Regions from separate parts of the Mus musculus genome. Here region 1 is linked to region 2. Evidence: chromatin contacts called from public HiChIP or PLAC-seq data. All regions are on one chromosome and are shown on one strand. The core of a region is the stretch at or near the end of the contact, and the rest is flanking DNA. Distances in the headings are between cores, read along the strand shown.

Region 1 (7,484 bases), core at 2,366-4,865, 170 kb after region 2:
ATTTAAATTATTAAATATTTAAGATTCTTGAAAAAAAACATTAAAGAAAACTAAGACAAAACCTGGAAAACTCCTTGCTGCATAATATTTAGGGAGGAAAACACAGAAACATATGTACCCAACAATTATAACCAAATACTGTAAAGAGACAAAAACCAGCAATTAGGAAGAAATGGGCAGTTAGCTTCCAGGTTATATTTTAAATAATAAATGAAAGATAAATATATTAAAAATTAAATAGTAAGCACACTTCCCTAATGTTCCAAATGTAATGTGCACAACACAAAGTCAAAATGCTGCTTTTATTAACTGCTTGGGACCCTGATTTTTTTTTAATCCACCAACAGTTTATGTAAAGATGCCAAGTGCAATGACATCAATGTCCTGATCGTATGTCCTTTGGCCACTTTAATAATGTAAGCACTGAGTAACATCTTCAATACGCTTACGAACCAACCAAGAGTGTATGCTTCACGCCAGTCTGAACAAGGAAAGGGAAACGGCACAGTACAATGAGACATCCGGCCTTCAGAAGAACCGTCTTAGAATCTGAACACAGAAAACCAAGTATCCAAAACCCAAAGTCCAGGTCTTTCTAGGGAAGAGAGGAAAAAACTTGAGACTTCACTGACCTTGTCTTGATGGAAACATCTAGGAGGAAGTAAAAAGCAGAACCCTTGCATTAGGTCAGCCGAATGCCAGTGCCATTTCTATAGACGAAAATCAGTCAAACAGCAACAGTTCCCCAGCACATGGAGGGGAACAGGAAGATCACTTTGAGCAAAAGCCCTCAAAAGAATAAAATAGAGCCCGGGTCTCCAGATCTATGATTACTAGATACACTGAATAAATCAGGGTAACTCAACGGGGGATGCATTCCACAGGGAGAAACAGGCTGGTCATCCAGAGCAAAGCAAGCAAAGACTGAGTAGGCTTGAGGAGGAAAACCCAGGCTTCGTGTAAACCACATTCAGCGTAAAGTGATAGAAGCACACTGTGAGGTTTAGTAGTCTGTGTGTCACAGATGGAAGGAAGTGAGTCACTAGCAGTAGTTACCAGAATTAAAGCGCACACCTGGGCAGGTACTGTTCTAAGTCGTTTTCTGTTACACACAATGTATGGCTCATGCTAGCTAATCCTCCCAATCCCCATGAACAAGGTTGTACTGGTTAGTTTTGTGTCAACTTGACACAGCTGGGGTTATCACAGAGAAAGGAGCTTCAGTTGAGGAAATGCCTCCATGAGATCCAACTCTAAGGCATTTTCTCAATTAGTGATCAAGGGTGAAAGGCCCCTTGTGGGTGGGACCATCTCTGGGCTGGTAGTCTTGGGTTTTAAAAGAGAGCAGGCTGAGCAAGCCAGGAGAGGCAAGCCAATAAAGAACATCCCTCCATGGCCTCTGCATCGGCTTCTGCTTTCTGACCTGCTTGAGTTCCAGTCCTGACTTCCTTGGTGATAAACAGCAGAATGGAATTGTAAGCTGAATAAACCCTTTCCTCCCCAACTTGCTTCTTGGTCATGATGTTTGTGCAGGAATAGAAACCCTGACTAAGACAAATTGGTACCAGCAGAGTGGGGTATTCCTGTGACAACCTGACCATGTTTTGGAGAGGACTGTGGAAGGACTTTGGAACTTTGGGCTTGAAGATCCATCCATTGTTAAGAGCTCTGTCGGATGTTGTGTAGGAGCTTGGAAGATAATGTTGAGAACACTGCAGAAGATGGAGGTCTGGTTTGTGAAATTTCAGAGGGAAAATTAAAGACTCTTTTCAGGGCCATTCCTGTTTTGATTGTGAAGATTCTGTAGTTCTGGTTAGCTGGGGCTGAAGAATCAGCTGTGATTAACAAGATACCAGAACTACTAAAGCAAAAACTTTGCATTACTGGGACTATTGATGCTGGTTAGCTGGAGCTAAGAAATTAGCGGTGATTAAGAAGAGACCAGCATCATTGAGGTGACATCTTCTGGGAAGTGTTTTCTGAGAGCACAGTGGCTGTGTTCCAGATATAGCCAAAGTTGTACATTGTGCTGTGGCTGGACTTGGTAATGTGTAAGGGTCACCCAGGTGGTACTGGTTTTGAAGGCATGAAGGAGTTGAGCAGAGCAGCTGAGGCTTGGCACTGTGAGAGGCCATGGAAGGCCATTGGTGAAAGTGCAGCCTCAGTTGCAATTGATGGCCCAGGACTGAAGGGGTCATGTAGTGTTTTGGAGATGCCAGTACCATGAGATGACCACCAAGAGCAGCAGCAGTAGTGGAGTACAGGCATCTGGAGCCTAGAGGATGATGCGTGTGCTACAAAGGGCATGGCTGGAGAAGTGACCCAAGCCCTTGGAGGAACCCAGAAGATCGTGAGTTGGATCCCAGACATTGGATGGTTGGAGATTGACTTTTGCTTTTGATTGTGACTGTGCCCTGATATTTTCCCTCTTGAAGGAAGAAACTGTTTTAGTGGAGCCCACAGTTAAGAGACTTTTAATTGTAAAAAAGACTTTAGATTTTAAAAGAGATGGATATTTTAAAGAGATTGAAAATTTAAGAATATGTAAAGACTGTGGGACTTTTAAAGTTATTTAGAATGGGAATGAATAAGATTGTAAGGGTTGAGGCTTACTAGTGATGTTTTTGTGTGTCAAGTTGACAAGGGGTCAATTGTACTGGTTAGTTTTGTGTCAACTTGACACAGCTGGGGTTATCACAGAGAAAGGAGCTTCAGTTGAGGAAATGCCTCCATGAGATCCAACTCTAAGGCATTTTCTCAATTAGTGATCAAGGGTGAAAGGCCCCTTGTGGGTGGGACCATCTCTGGGCTGGTAGTCTTGGGTTTTAAAAGAGAGCAGGCTGAGCAAGCCAGGAGAGGCAAGCCAATAAAGAACATCCCTCCATGGCCTCTGCATCGGCTTCTGCTTTCTGACCTGCTTGAGTTCCAGTCCTGACTTCCTTGGTGATAAACAGCAGAATGGAATTGTAAGCTGAATAAACCCTTTCCTCCCCAACTTGCTTCTTGGTCATGATGTTTGTGCAGGAATAGAAACCCTGACTAAGACAAAGGTACAACATGATCTACAAATCCCGATATGATATATATACATATATCCAACATGCTCTTTAGTAACTTTTTACTCTTGTCTGTGTAACCTGTCTGTGCATAGGCAGGATTGGAGAGTTTCTGACATTGACCTTTAAAAAAAAAATCCCTCAAGTGGAATTGAGAGGACCTGGGTTCTCTGCGCCATGTGAAAGCGAGGAGTGGAGGCCCCATCTGTAAACCTCCCTTTCAAATTGCCCACCACTGAAGGACAGGGCTGGGAGGATCTCAGATGTCTGCTGGCCAGTCAGTCCAGCTGACGGAGCGAGCTCTTGGTTCAGTGAGCAACCCTGTCTCAAACAATGCGTGAAAAGTGACAGAGGAGACACCCAGTGCTGACACCTGGCCTCCACTCCATACAGTCAAAAAAGTGTGTACAGTCACACTCATCTACCACACACACAGACAAATGTACTTTAAATACCATAAATCAGTTAAATGGCATTCTGATTTTTATATCCAGCTCATGATCGCTGTCAGGACACTGAGCTTCGGCGACTCCAAGTGTGACTCATTACGAGGTAAATCTACAACAGGATATGATTATTCCCATCCTGTGAGAGAGATCCTCTCAGGGACAGCTCGTCCTCTCCCTCCCAAGATGAGACACGTGGCCACCATCATCTGTTACCTCTTCCTTCTTCCAATCTGAGTGTAAGAATGAACATCAGAGGAACAAGATTTTCGGCTAGGCTATCCTGGCCCTTAATCCCTAGCAGGTCACATCTGCTGGCCTCAGTTTTCTCATGTGTGCACAAGTAAGACGAGTCACCTTCCCCTCCTTATCTACTCTTCTCATGGACAGGCCCCTCCGCATTCCACAGGCAATTCGTACTCTGTGACTGGCTTTTCTAGCCACTTTCTGTCTCTCCCTACCACTTCCTCTATACCTACCTCAGTACAGTCCAAGGTCAGTACCCACTTAGGACTTTAGATTCCTACCCTACTCTATACAGCACGGTGGAATCCAATCGTGTATATCTCTGCACATACAAGGCATTAGAGGCTAGTGCACACCTGAAGGCCCACACAGAAGAGTATGTGTTCAGTTCAGACTGCACCTGCACACTGATTTTCCTCTCCAAGTTCTGTCTGTTGATTTTACTCGCTTGACACTAAAATTTCAAACTCTAAGCCTAAATTCATTCTAGCAACTGAGTCTGGATGTCCTAAAGAGGGACTAACTCACGGAACTCTAACAGAGTTTCTACCAGCCCAGTAAAACATGTCTCTTCAGCCTTTTCTCAGCCTTGCACACATGGGACTCTAAGAGGGAAATGGTATATGTTGCATTTCCTGAGCTTAATTTTAACTTTCTTCCCCTCCCTCCCTCCCCACCCCCCCTCCATTAATACCTACTAATACACCCTGGAGCCAGTGTTTCATAGGTTATTTCAGAAACGCTCCTCCAGTCAATGTTTCTACTATCACTTACTGGTAAAAGCAACTCTGATCTGCTCTATCTACCCAATATTCCTAAGTCAGTCCCTCTATAACAGTGGCTCTCATCTTGTGGGTCACAACCCTTTGGTGGGAAGGGCAATCACATCAGATATTTACATTATGATTCATAACAATATCAAAATTACAGTTGAAGTAGCAATGAAATAATTTTATGACTGGTGTTCACAACATGAGGAACTGTATTAAAAGGTCTCAGCATTAGGAAGGTTGAGGACCACTGCCCTCTAACTCTCCACCTTACTTTTGAAGCATAGTATCTTGCAGAGCCCAGGACTCTTCACCTGGCTGGAGGCTGCCTGGCCAGCAAGCCCCAGAGATCCTCCTGACTGGCCATCAGTGCTGAGTCTACAGATGTGTGCTACCCTACTCAGCCTTTTATGTACGTAGTCAGAATCTGAACTTGCTGAGCCATCTCCTTGGCCCATCAAATTCTCTTCATATTATGTCCCATGTAAGAGTTATAGGTCCTGTCCATTAAATGCAAATGTGGCTACCAACATTTCAGAGCTGCCATAAGGATTAGAACTGAATGTGATATCATTTCTCTGTGATGCAGTTGGAAATCCTTCTTGTTGTGGCAAATGTCATTCAGAGAGCATAAGGGTTTCTAGCTCCTTGAAGCAGCCAGCACTGACATTATAAATATTAGCTAAGACTGGGGGCTTTTAAATAGGTAAATAAGCAATGTGGATAAAATGCAGTAAGAAAATACACAGAAGATGACAACTTACAGGTAGTTTTTCATTTATCAAATATTTAGTGCTGAATACTTTATTACCAAATAGGGCATCTTTCAACTAGTGTATATATTTCAAGTCTGTCATGTCAGTTTAGTTTTAATCCATGAACACATATCAACACGAGAAGAACAGGAATCTTTAAATATTATCTCTTTAGTCCCAGGTATTGTGGGCAGAGATAAAGACACCCCCCAACCCCCCCAAAAGGAAGTTATACAGAACATGTGACTTCTACAACAGGCACAGTAAGGATGTCATTGTCTGCAGAGTTTGATTTGAGATAGCATTTCACTAAGCATGGCAGGTGGGCCTAGGACCTATGATCCTCCTGTCTCAGCCCAGCCTAGCTACATATCCTGATGGTGGTTGATTTTTTTCCCTCCCTCCCTCCCTCCCTCCCTCCCTCCCTCCCTCCCTCCCTCCCTTCCTTCCTTCCTCTTCATGGCTATTTACAGTTCCATAAAATTGAAAGGGAATAAAGGGGTGGTGGTGATGGTTAATTCCAGCTTTCAGATTAGAGTCTTTTGAGGACTGGCAAGAAAAATGCAAGGAATTTGAATGAATATAGGGATAGGTAAACTGTGAGCACAAGGCAGAATTAGAAGAGAATTCTTAAGAACTGTTCTTGCCACAGCAAAGATACGTTGTATTAATATTCCTTTGGCTGACTGAGGTAAGGAAAACCTCTCAGTTTATTATATAACAGATGATTATAATACTGACACTAACAATCGCTAACACTCACATGGTGTTTAATTTGCCTTATTCGGCTGGTACCATAGGAAGAACATATAGTGCAAAGAACTGAAATGCTCTTAAGTCTGAACATTTTGAGGGTCATGTTGGACTCTGCAGCATTTATCATTTTCAAGCTAGGGATGTTCTGTCCACTGCATACCCACACAAATACTGTAAAATATAAAAAGACATCAAAAACTGAAACAGTTTTGGCCCCAGGCATTCCAGCTAAAGGCGACTCCATCAGCAGCACCTCGTTCCTTCCGTTTGGGGAAAGTACAGATAGGAAGGCTAATTAATCCTCCAAGGTCACACAGGTACTAAGGGCAGAGCTAGGATCCACACCCAGTGCCTGCGACATATCCCGCCACATCTCTATGCTCTCTGCATGTATTTAAAAGGACACCTGACCTCTCTGAGACGATCATCTCTTTGGAAAGACAGCAATTCACTAAAATAAAAATAGCCTACCATTAATGTGAAATATTGCCCTGTATTACTGGAAATGCTATTACAGAAAGCACACTTACTTGAATCAGATATCTGAGCACTTAAAAAATGGTCAAATGCTATAATAACCCCAAATCTGCAATGCTTTTACAGGTATTACAGAAACCCTAGCTACACGGGGACACGGGGGGGGGGGGGGAGGGGGAGAGTAATGTTTATTTAAAACGCAGACACTAAAATTTGTACGGTTGTAATCTTGAAGTATCTCCATTTTAAAAATCAGGGACTTTTATTATCATCAATATTTACACTGAAACTCATTAGGTAAAAGGCATCATGTTACATTATAGAAACAAGAAGAGGCAGAGGGTAAAAGTCCTATTAAGTTTACAATCCAAGAACAGAATCCTTCATTAAAAATGGATTAGGAAGCATCAATTTGTTCTAGCAATATGTCTATGCTCATGCTTTCCATAAAACATGTATGCAACAGTATGCAGGGACTCATTATACAAATAGCAATTTATGCCATCCAGTGTTGAAACATCTATGCAACGCTAACTCGCCTATGCTGAAGGCAGCACTACTGCTTAGTCTTATAAATTATGATTCTGAACTCTAAGAACATTGCTGCTATTGCTTCATTAGCAGTCAACCCCTGGAGAGTGGAGGATGGCACAAGACGGACATACGTATGCCAAATGAATCAACAGAACCCCAGTGCTGGAGAAAATACACAAATATAGACTTTTGCAACCTCTCTAGTGTATGGCTATTACATAATTTAGAGCTGAAGCAATGATTCTCTTGTAACTGCGTTCTGGAGAAGTGGCCTCTACAACTGAAGCCTATCACAACATTTCCCCTGCTTCAAACACCAAGATAAATTAGTTAGAAAAGAGCCCTTTCTACTGCCCTAGTCACCACGGTCATTTCAGTATGGAAAAGAACACTGCTTTATCTGAGAGTTATGACAAGGCAGGGTTAAATTTTAGCTGTCAGTAT
Region 2 (7,458 bases), core at 3,990-6,489:
AGCACATAGCAGTCACAGAATAAAGTTTGCTGAGTGAATGAATGGATAAGAGCCCAGTTCCTTGTCTGGAGGTTGCGGGTGGGAGCAGGAGGATGACTGCATGAAGTACCATTTGCACTTACTTGGCGCAGCGTACCCAGTGTGTGTGTCGATACAGGGAGTAGAGGAAGCGCTGACGGAACATACTCCACACTTTAATGGATTTATCTTCAGATGCTGTAACCAAAAGCTGGCCATCAGCGGAAAAGTCCACACTCCGAACTGGGGCTGTGTGTGCTTTAAATTCTGAAGACTTCCCTTTCCTGGAAACACAGTTTAACAGTGATAAATTAGTTAATTTAATATTCAGTCACCACGCAGTAGTAGAAACTTAAACAGCTTACTGCATACAAAAACCTTAAGAAAGTATGTGAAGGCCATGTGGTGTGCTGGCTTGGTTCATGGAAATCACAGCTGACCCTTGCCTGCACGGGGTTGCTTGCCCTGCCCCTACCATGCACAGCTGCATAGACGCTGGGAAAAGTGGATTTTGAACCGGCAGCTACACTGTACTTTGTGTTGCTTTAGAAGCAGCAATCTGTAGTTTAAAGAAGTTTCCATTCAGAGGAGCAAGGTTGATTAAAACTGAGAACCCCAAGGCAAAGTTTTGAACCAGAGCCACTTGGAGTTGTGTGAGCTACCAGTCTGGGCTGGGAGAAGGTATTTTCTGTGCTACGCTTTTTTATACAGAACGTCTCCTGAGAATCTCCCTTTCCCTACTCCTTGAGCCTCTACCGACCAGCACCAATTACTGAGGCCCAGTGTACACCTGTGGCCTTGCTAACCCCATGGCTGTAATCTTACACTCATGAACAAAACAAAGGTGCTTTCAAGTTACATGTCCATGTTATTTTGTTGACTGGGGAAGAAAAGATAACAGAGCAATGGAGAAGACAATGTGAGCATTGTACGTGAGCAAAAATCTTTTCTTTTCTTTTCTTTTCTTTTCTTTCTTTTTTTTTTTTTTCGAGGCAGGGTTTCTCTGTATAGCTCTGGCTGTCCTGGAACTCACTCTGTAGACCAGGCTGGCCTCGAACTCAGAAATCCTCCTGCCTCTGCCTCCCAAGTGCTGGGATTAAAGGCGTGCTGAGCAAAGTCTTTTAAAATGTAGATGTGGGCTGGTACCTCTGGAGAAGCCCTCACCTAGCCCACTGTGAGTGCACTCTCTTCTTCGGACAGCTCTCCTGTTACCCTGTGCTAAGTAAGTTAAAATCTCTGTGAACACCCCAGCTCCTCTTCACTTCAAAGAAGAAGAATTCACTGCTTGGAGGTGCTGCGATCCAAAGGGAATGCTGGGAAAGTATCAGTGTTATGTTTTCGAGGCATGGCCACGCTGCACTCTAAAGAGGACCTGGTCACTTTGGCATTTAGAAAATCATTCCCTACACAGTATGTGGGGAGACGGCCACGACGCTCACGACGCTCGAAAAAGACAAGACAACGGGATTCAGCCAGCCATCTGTCTAGGTTCTCAAATCTCACATGCTCACCACATGACATGCAAGCACTTGTAGCTCATCCTGTGGTTGCTGCCTTGGGACTGGAGCAACAGCAGCATATCTGCACGAGAGGGGCCGAGAGGAGCTACACGCAGCTTCTCCTCCATGCATTACATCAGCAAACCCCGTGGCTACCTCTTCTTCCTCATGCCCTGAACAGCCTTCTTTTTACTACACCAGTTCTGCTTGCCTTCAGGAGCTCACATCCTCAGCACCCTTCACCTAGATTACTGCCAAAGCCTCTTAGACGGTCTCCCGGCCCTAATCCTCTCCACATCTGCCCCCAGTCACCTACATTCTGTGCCTGTCCCTTGTTGAAAGGCAATGCCATGCTCATAAAGCCGCAGTGTAAACATGAAACTGGCTCTCTCACCGTAAAGAACACCACCTTCCGCTCACTGGCAGGATACCCTGCCGCTGAGGGGAACTTTGTCCCCAGCGTGGCCACAGTGCTTCAAACACAGCTGTGCCTCTGCAGTCCTGCTGGGGAAGACTTTCCCAGCTGGGACCTCAAACCACATGGCTGCTGACCTGCAACAAGGAGTTGAATGACTGCGGTATATCTTGACTTTTGAAACCTAGGTGATTTCTCTTCTCCTAACAGTGTGTGTTCTGAGGACAGGGGTGACATTACTCTCTGTGAGACCGCCATTTCACGTATGTCAGGGACACAGGAAGAGTTCAACAACAGTCTGTTGAACTTCATTGGGAAGACTCAATACTTTAAAACTTCTTGGATTCAGTCTGGTTTGCCCATCCAGATGCCTATAGGGGCAAATGTCACTTAATCATTCATTTCTATCACCAGGCATATGATAATACATATTCAATGACTGATATTATCGATCCAGAACAGTATACTCAGGGATTATATTTCAGTTCATTTTCAAGGGGAGCTCTTGCGAGAAGGAATCAGGTTCACCTAAGCTTGCGCCCATTCAATCCTCGAGACAACAAAGGGAAGGCTTACCCTGTGCAGTGACCAAGAAGCCACAGCCACAGTCAATATCATAAAAACTACTTCCTGCACTCCAGGCTGCACCGCACCCTCAGACTGCCCTACTACACACGTCCTTTCTAGGGCCTCCCCAGCGGGCCTGGCCCGACCTGGGCTCTGCTGCTCCGGAAGCGCAGCAGATGCCAGCGTAGCAGAGTTCCTGTGCTGTTGGCTGGGCTGCTGCCTCGCTCCTCTGTTCTGAATCCAGTCTGACTTCTGTGACTTACTCTGTCCAGCACGAGCAGTACTGTGCAGTCAGCACGAGCAGTACTGTGCAGTTGAGGGCCGAGTCCTTGACAGGTCCTGCAGCTTTTGCTGTTACGGTCCTGGAGCTGTCAGTCGGGGAAAGTCTAGGCTATCCCACAGGAAGAGCAGGCTCAAGGAAAACCAAGGTCCCGGACTTGTGACTGAGGCATACACTTTCAATCTGAGTGGCTGTGTGGGTAACCTCAGCCAACACCAAAATACCCCAAATACCCATAGAATAAAGAGAGGTGATAGTTTTTGGATTAAGGTGCTAACTACGGGGGATTTTAAACAGAAATAGGCAACTAATCACTGATATATAATTCCCAATTGCTCTGGCCTGACTATGACATTTAGAAAGAGAAACCAAGGTACAGAAATACAGTCACTTTGTAGATATATACACCAAGTTAATGATTGGAGATTTTAGCCCACCTACCCGGCTAAGCTTTGCTTCCTGAGATGTCCCAAATCAGTAACACACAAAAGGCTGCAACTCCTTAAACCATGAACTGTCCTAGCTTTCCGAGGCTAAGGATTTTGCAGCACGTTTCTGCCTGAACCCTAAGCCCATTCCCTTCCTCCTCTGAATTTCCTGACAGTCCATGCACATTTCTGTGTCAAGTCTTGGCAAGAGTTTCTACTTCTGTTAGTATACCACTCAGATTGGCAGAATTCCCCTTGGGTGGTGGCAGAATCAAGTTGCTAGCAGCAGGCAATCACTCGTGAGCTTTCTTCCTCTGTAGGTGCCTGGCCCATTTAGTTACACACTGCAAATCAAAACCTGCCACAACAGAATCAAGAGAAATGCTGACACTCCAATCCTCTGGTACAGGACAGAGGAAAGTGGCAGTACATATGGGATTATTAGAAAATATAAGTCTAAAAATATCTAAAGAAGTTGGAGGTCTATATGATACAAGGATGGCTCAACAAGGGCAGCTATTAAAGTTGTTGGTGGGTACAGTGAGAAAGTGGGACCATTCATTTTTTATGGATCTGTGAAATTTTATATACTTAGAATTTAAAACTTAAAAGATATCCTAACTACAAAACTTTTATAATAGACAGGCTATCAGCTCATGTCTGAACAGAAGATCTATTATCAAATAATATAACTTCAGCAAATGCATTAATATAGTATATATATATATGTATGTGTATATATATATATATATATATTAATATATATGAATGTCTTTTCAAGACAGGGTTTCTCTGTGTAGCCCTGGCTGTCCTGGAACTTACTCTATAGACCAGGCTGGTCTTGAACTCAGAACTGTGTCTTTCTTCTCAGTGTTGAGATTACAGGTATATGTCACCATACTCAACAATGATTTATGTATTTGTCGGAAATGTTTTAAACAAGAAGATTCTAGAGCTCCTAAATGAATGATAACAATCAAAGGATGCTCCAGGCACAGGGGTGTCAGGCACAGGGTTGTCAGGCATAGGGGTGTCAGGCACAGGGGTGTCAGCAGGGTCTCTGGGGCCCTTAAAAACCCTGGCTGGGCAGGGACTGTGGGGCTAATAATGAACTTCTGATATACTCCACTGTGTTTCTTTCGGATTTACATAGATATTTCTAACCATCTCCCAAAGCTTCTGACATATTGTGCATATCTCCAGGTTACAAATGATTGTTCAAAAAGAGGGCATAATTTTGAGTTGAATTTTGAGAAACTTGTGTGAAATAGTTTGTCTTTAAAACCAAGGCAGTGGGGTTGGGGATTTAGTTCAGTGGTAAAGCACTTGCCTAGCAAGCAGAAGGCCCTGGGTTCTATCCTCAGCTATGGGAACAAACAAACAAACAAACAAACCTAAATACATAAATAAATAAACAAATAAATAAAATAGAACCTGGGCAGTATATCTGTGACCCTAATGAGTACAGGTCCCTAGGGAGTTGAAACATCGCCCCAAAAGGTGCATTAAGAGCAGGCAGGCCTCAGCACCTTCCACAGCTCCAACCCAGACCCCATCAGTGTTTGCACCTCTTACCTATCAAGAACCCACAGTCTAACAGTTCTGTCCCTCGAGGCAGAGGCTAATAGGTTTCCTTGTGGCGAGAACTGCAGGCTGGTTACAACATCCTTGTGGCCCACGTATCTGTAAGCTCTAGCGTGTGGCTTCAAACTCCATAGCATGAGAAAGGTGTCCCACGAAGCAGTAGCTGTCAGGAAAGAGGAGAACAGGCCGGTGTTGAGATACACGCACGCCTTATCAATAACAAGAAGACAGAGAACTTGGGGGTTGTGGGCTGGCCAGGTAATGACAGAAATATTTTATTATTTAAAAATATTTAAATTTTATTATGGGTCTTCTAAGTTGGTAGTGCCCTGCTACCCAGCAGGGTACTAGCCGCAGTGACTTAGGCAAGCTCAGGGACTGTGCCCTACAAGTAGGAGCACACTGGAGCAAAGTGCATTAGTCACCCTCCCTCAGTGTTACAGAGGGACAAATGAGGTACTTAAAAAAACTATGTGGATATGAGCTCACACAGAAGTCATATCTTAAATAGCACTACTACACCCTTAGCCCAATCCCACCTGTTAATATTTTATCTGTCTGTCTTTGGTTCTCTTTGTACATGAACACGTGTGTATGCAGAGACATTTTTTTTCTTGAACCATTTGAAGACGTGTTGTATAGATCACAGCATCCTCATTCCTAAAAGTTTCTGTGTGCTTGAGCTAAGAGTGTGGCTTCTCTCCCACAGTCACAGGATGGGTAAGCTTAGGACACTATCACCCACCGAGACACCCTACCTTTGTCAACTGAACCAGAAACGCTTTAAAGCTCGGTGAGATGACCTTAAAAATCTGTTTCTGCTCTGTAACTTTATGACACTTGATGATTAATCAAAAGAACTGAGTCAGAGGTTAGCTTAAAAATCGTTAAGTGGAGGAAATATGAATGTGATCAAGAGCGGAAATAAATTCCTTGACAAAGGTGGATTTAATTCATGCCTACAAAACAAGTTCTGTTATACACACATCCCAGAACAGGCCCAACAACGAGGCCTCGCAGGGCCAAGAGGGCATGGCAAGACAAACACACATACCTTGGTCCAAGTGTAGTATGAAACTGCACTTGGGTTTGGAAAAGAGGGTATTTCATGATCTGGGAGAGGAAAATTGTCACTGTCATGGGAGAAGAGATTTCCCTTTTCACATGAATCCATTCTGTATGCATTACAGATAAAATGTCATGGTAAGCTTTGAGAGAACCTAGAGTAGTTTTCTGACTGAGGGTGGCTAAGTTTGCATAAACAGCATATATAAACTATTCAGCATAAAGAGAATGACATTTTGTGCTGCAGTTAAATGAAAAAAAAGTTTGTTCCTTGAAAAAAAAAATCTATCACTGTAAGCAGTGTGTGGCAGCACAGGCCTTTAAATCCCAGTGCTTGGAGGAAGAAGCAGGCCATCTTCATGAGTTCGAGGACAGCCTGGCCTACATAGTTTCAGGCCTCTCAAGGCTGTATATTTCAACAGGCTTCAACCCTTGCTGTAGAAAGAAGGAAAGAAAGGAAGGAACAAAGAAAGGAAGGAAAAAAAGAGAGAGAACCCCAAAATAAAACAAAACCTCCCACTACTTTGCTGAGCATGATTGATCATGTCTGCAATCCCAGCACTCAAGAGTTGGAAGCAAAAAGAGCATACATGACTTAGAGTCTAGCCTGGGCTACAAAGAGTACATTACACGTCAGACTGAGCTACAAAGTAAGTCTCTCTCTCTCTCTCTCTCTCTCTCTCACACACACACACACACACACACACACACACTACACATACACACATACTACACACACACACACATACACACACACACCCTTATCCAAACGTTCACATTGAATGAGACACTGAGTAGGTCAGTCCCTGAGGACATGCACCGAGCAGAACTCTCCCATCATGCCGGCTGGTATCAGAAGTGGAATATACACCTATCCTTTAACTCAGCAGCTACACTCCAAGTTGTACATCAAACAGAACTATGTACATTTCACAAATAACATGTCAGTGTTTGTAGCAGTACTGTTCAAAGTATTCCAAACTAGAAACTCATTACCCATCACACAAAGTAGATACGGTTATGCAGTAGTCCTTGCATAACTAAGTCTCACTTATATAATGCCTAAGAAGCAAATTAGGAAGTAAGTTATGAACTTAGGAAAACAGATTATATAGATGACAGGGAAACAGCAACGTAGGCATTAAGTTTATCCAACATAAACAGAGTGACTTGAAGAATTCTGTAAGAAACTTCAGCTAAGTCCATATAGTCAAGGTTTGGTCAGTGGTATTATTAGGTGGTAGTGGATCTTTAAGAGGTGGGTCCCGGTAGCAGGGGTTAGGTTAAGGGGGAAGACTTTGAAGGGGTATTAGGACACCAGATCTTCCTGCCTGTTTCCCAGTCACCAAGAGGGGAGCAACTTCTTTTGCTGCTGTGACATATCACAATAGTACAGGCCCCAAAGTGACAGAGGTGACTCGGGCACCAACAGAAACCTCCACAGCTGGAAGGCCAAACACTTTTCCTCCTTGAATTACTAATCTCAAGTAACTCAAAGCTGACAATGAGTTCCTGGTGGTGAAGCTTTTGCCTCTAGGGTTACTTCAACAGGCATATCTCACAGAAAACAGGGAGGGAGCATAAGAAAGAAACCGACTCCGC

The links. HiChIP or PLAC-seq counts read pairs in DNA pulled down with a chosen protein or histone mark.
Region 1: a contact with region 2 is called in a FOXA1 HiChIP or PLAC-seq map of pancreatic cancer cells. The contact joins two enhancer-like sites. A contact is called at or near these places in 2 of 39 promoter capture datasets (3T3-L1-derived adipocytes and pre-B cells), 1 of 115 datasets of contacts at active chromatin or transcription factors (pancreatic cancer cells) and 1 of 9 other capture datasets (liver).

Annotation. Positions count from the first base shown.
Region 1 is chr10:98,947,977-98,955,460 of GRCm38.p6, reverse strand. The region is part of intron 1 of Atp2b1 (ATPase, Ca++ transporting, plasma membrane 1); the gene reads right to left. Among named protein-coding and RNA genes, the nearest start is that of Atp2b1, 37 kb to the right of the region's middle. Within about 2 kb of position 3,615, at least 44 of the 459 cell types and tissues checked have an H3K27ac peak or open chromatin away from gene starts, as enhancers often do. A contact at or near this core is called in pancreatic cancer cells, where this site is marked.
Region 2 is chr10:99,122,327-99,129,784 of GRCm38.p6, reverse strand. Poc1b (POC1 centriolar protein B) reads right to left here. Exons shown (of 12, transcript NM_027740.7): 3 at 4,783-4,954; 4 at 123-302. Among named protein-coding and RNA genes, the nearest start is that of Galnt4, 18 kb to the right of the region's middle. Within about 2 kb of position 5,239, at least 11 of the 459 cell types and tissues checked have an H3K27ac peak or open chromatin away from gene starts, as enhancers often do. A contact at or near this core is called in pancreatic cancer cells, where this site is marked.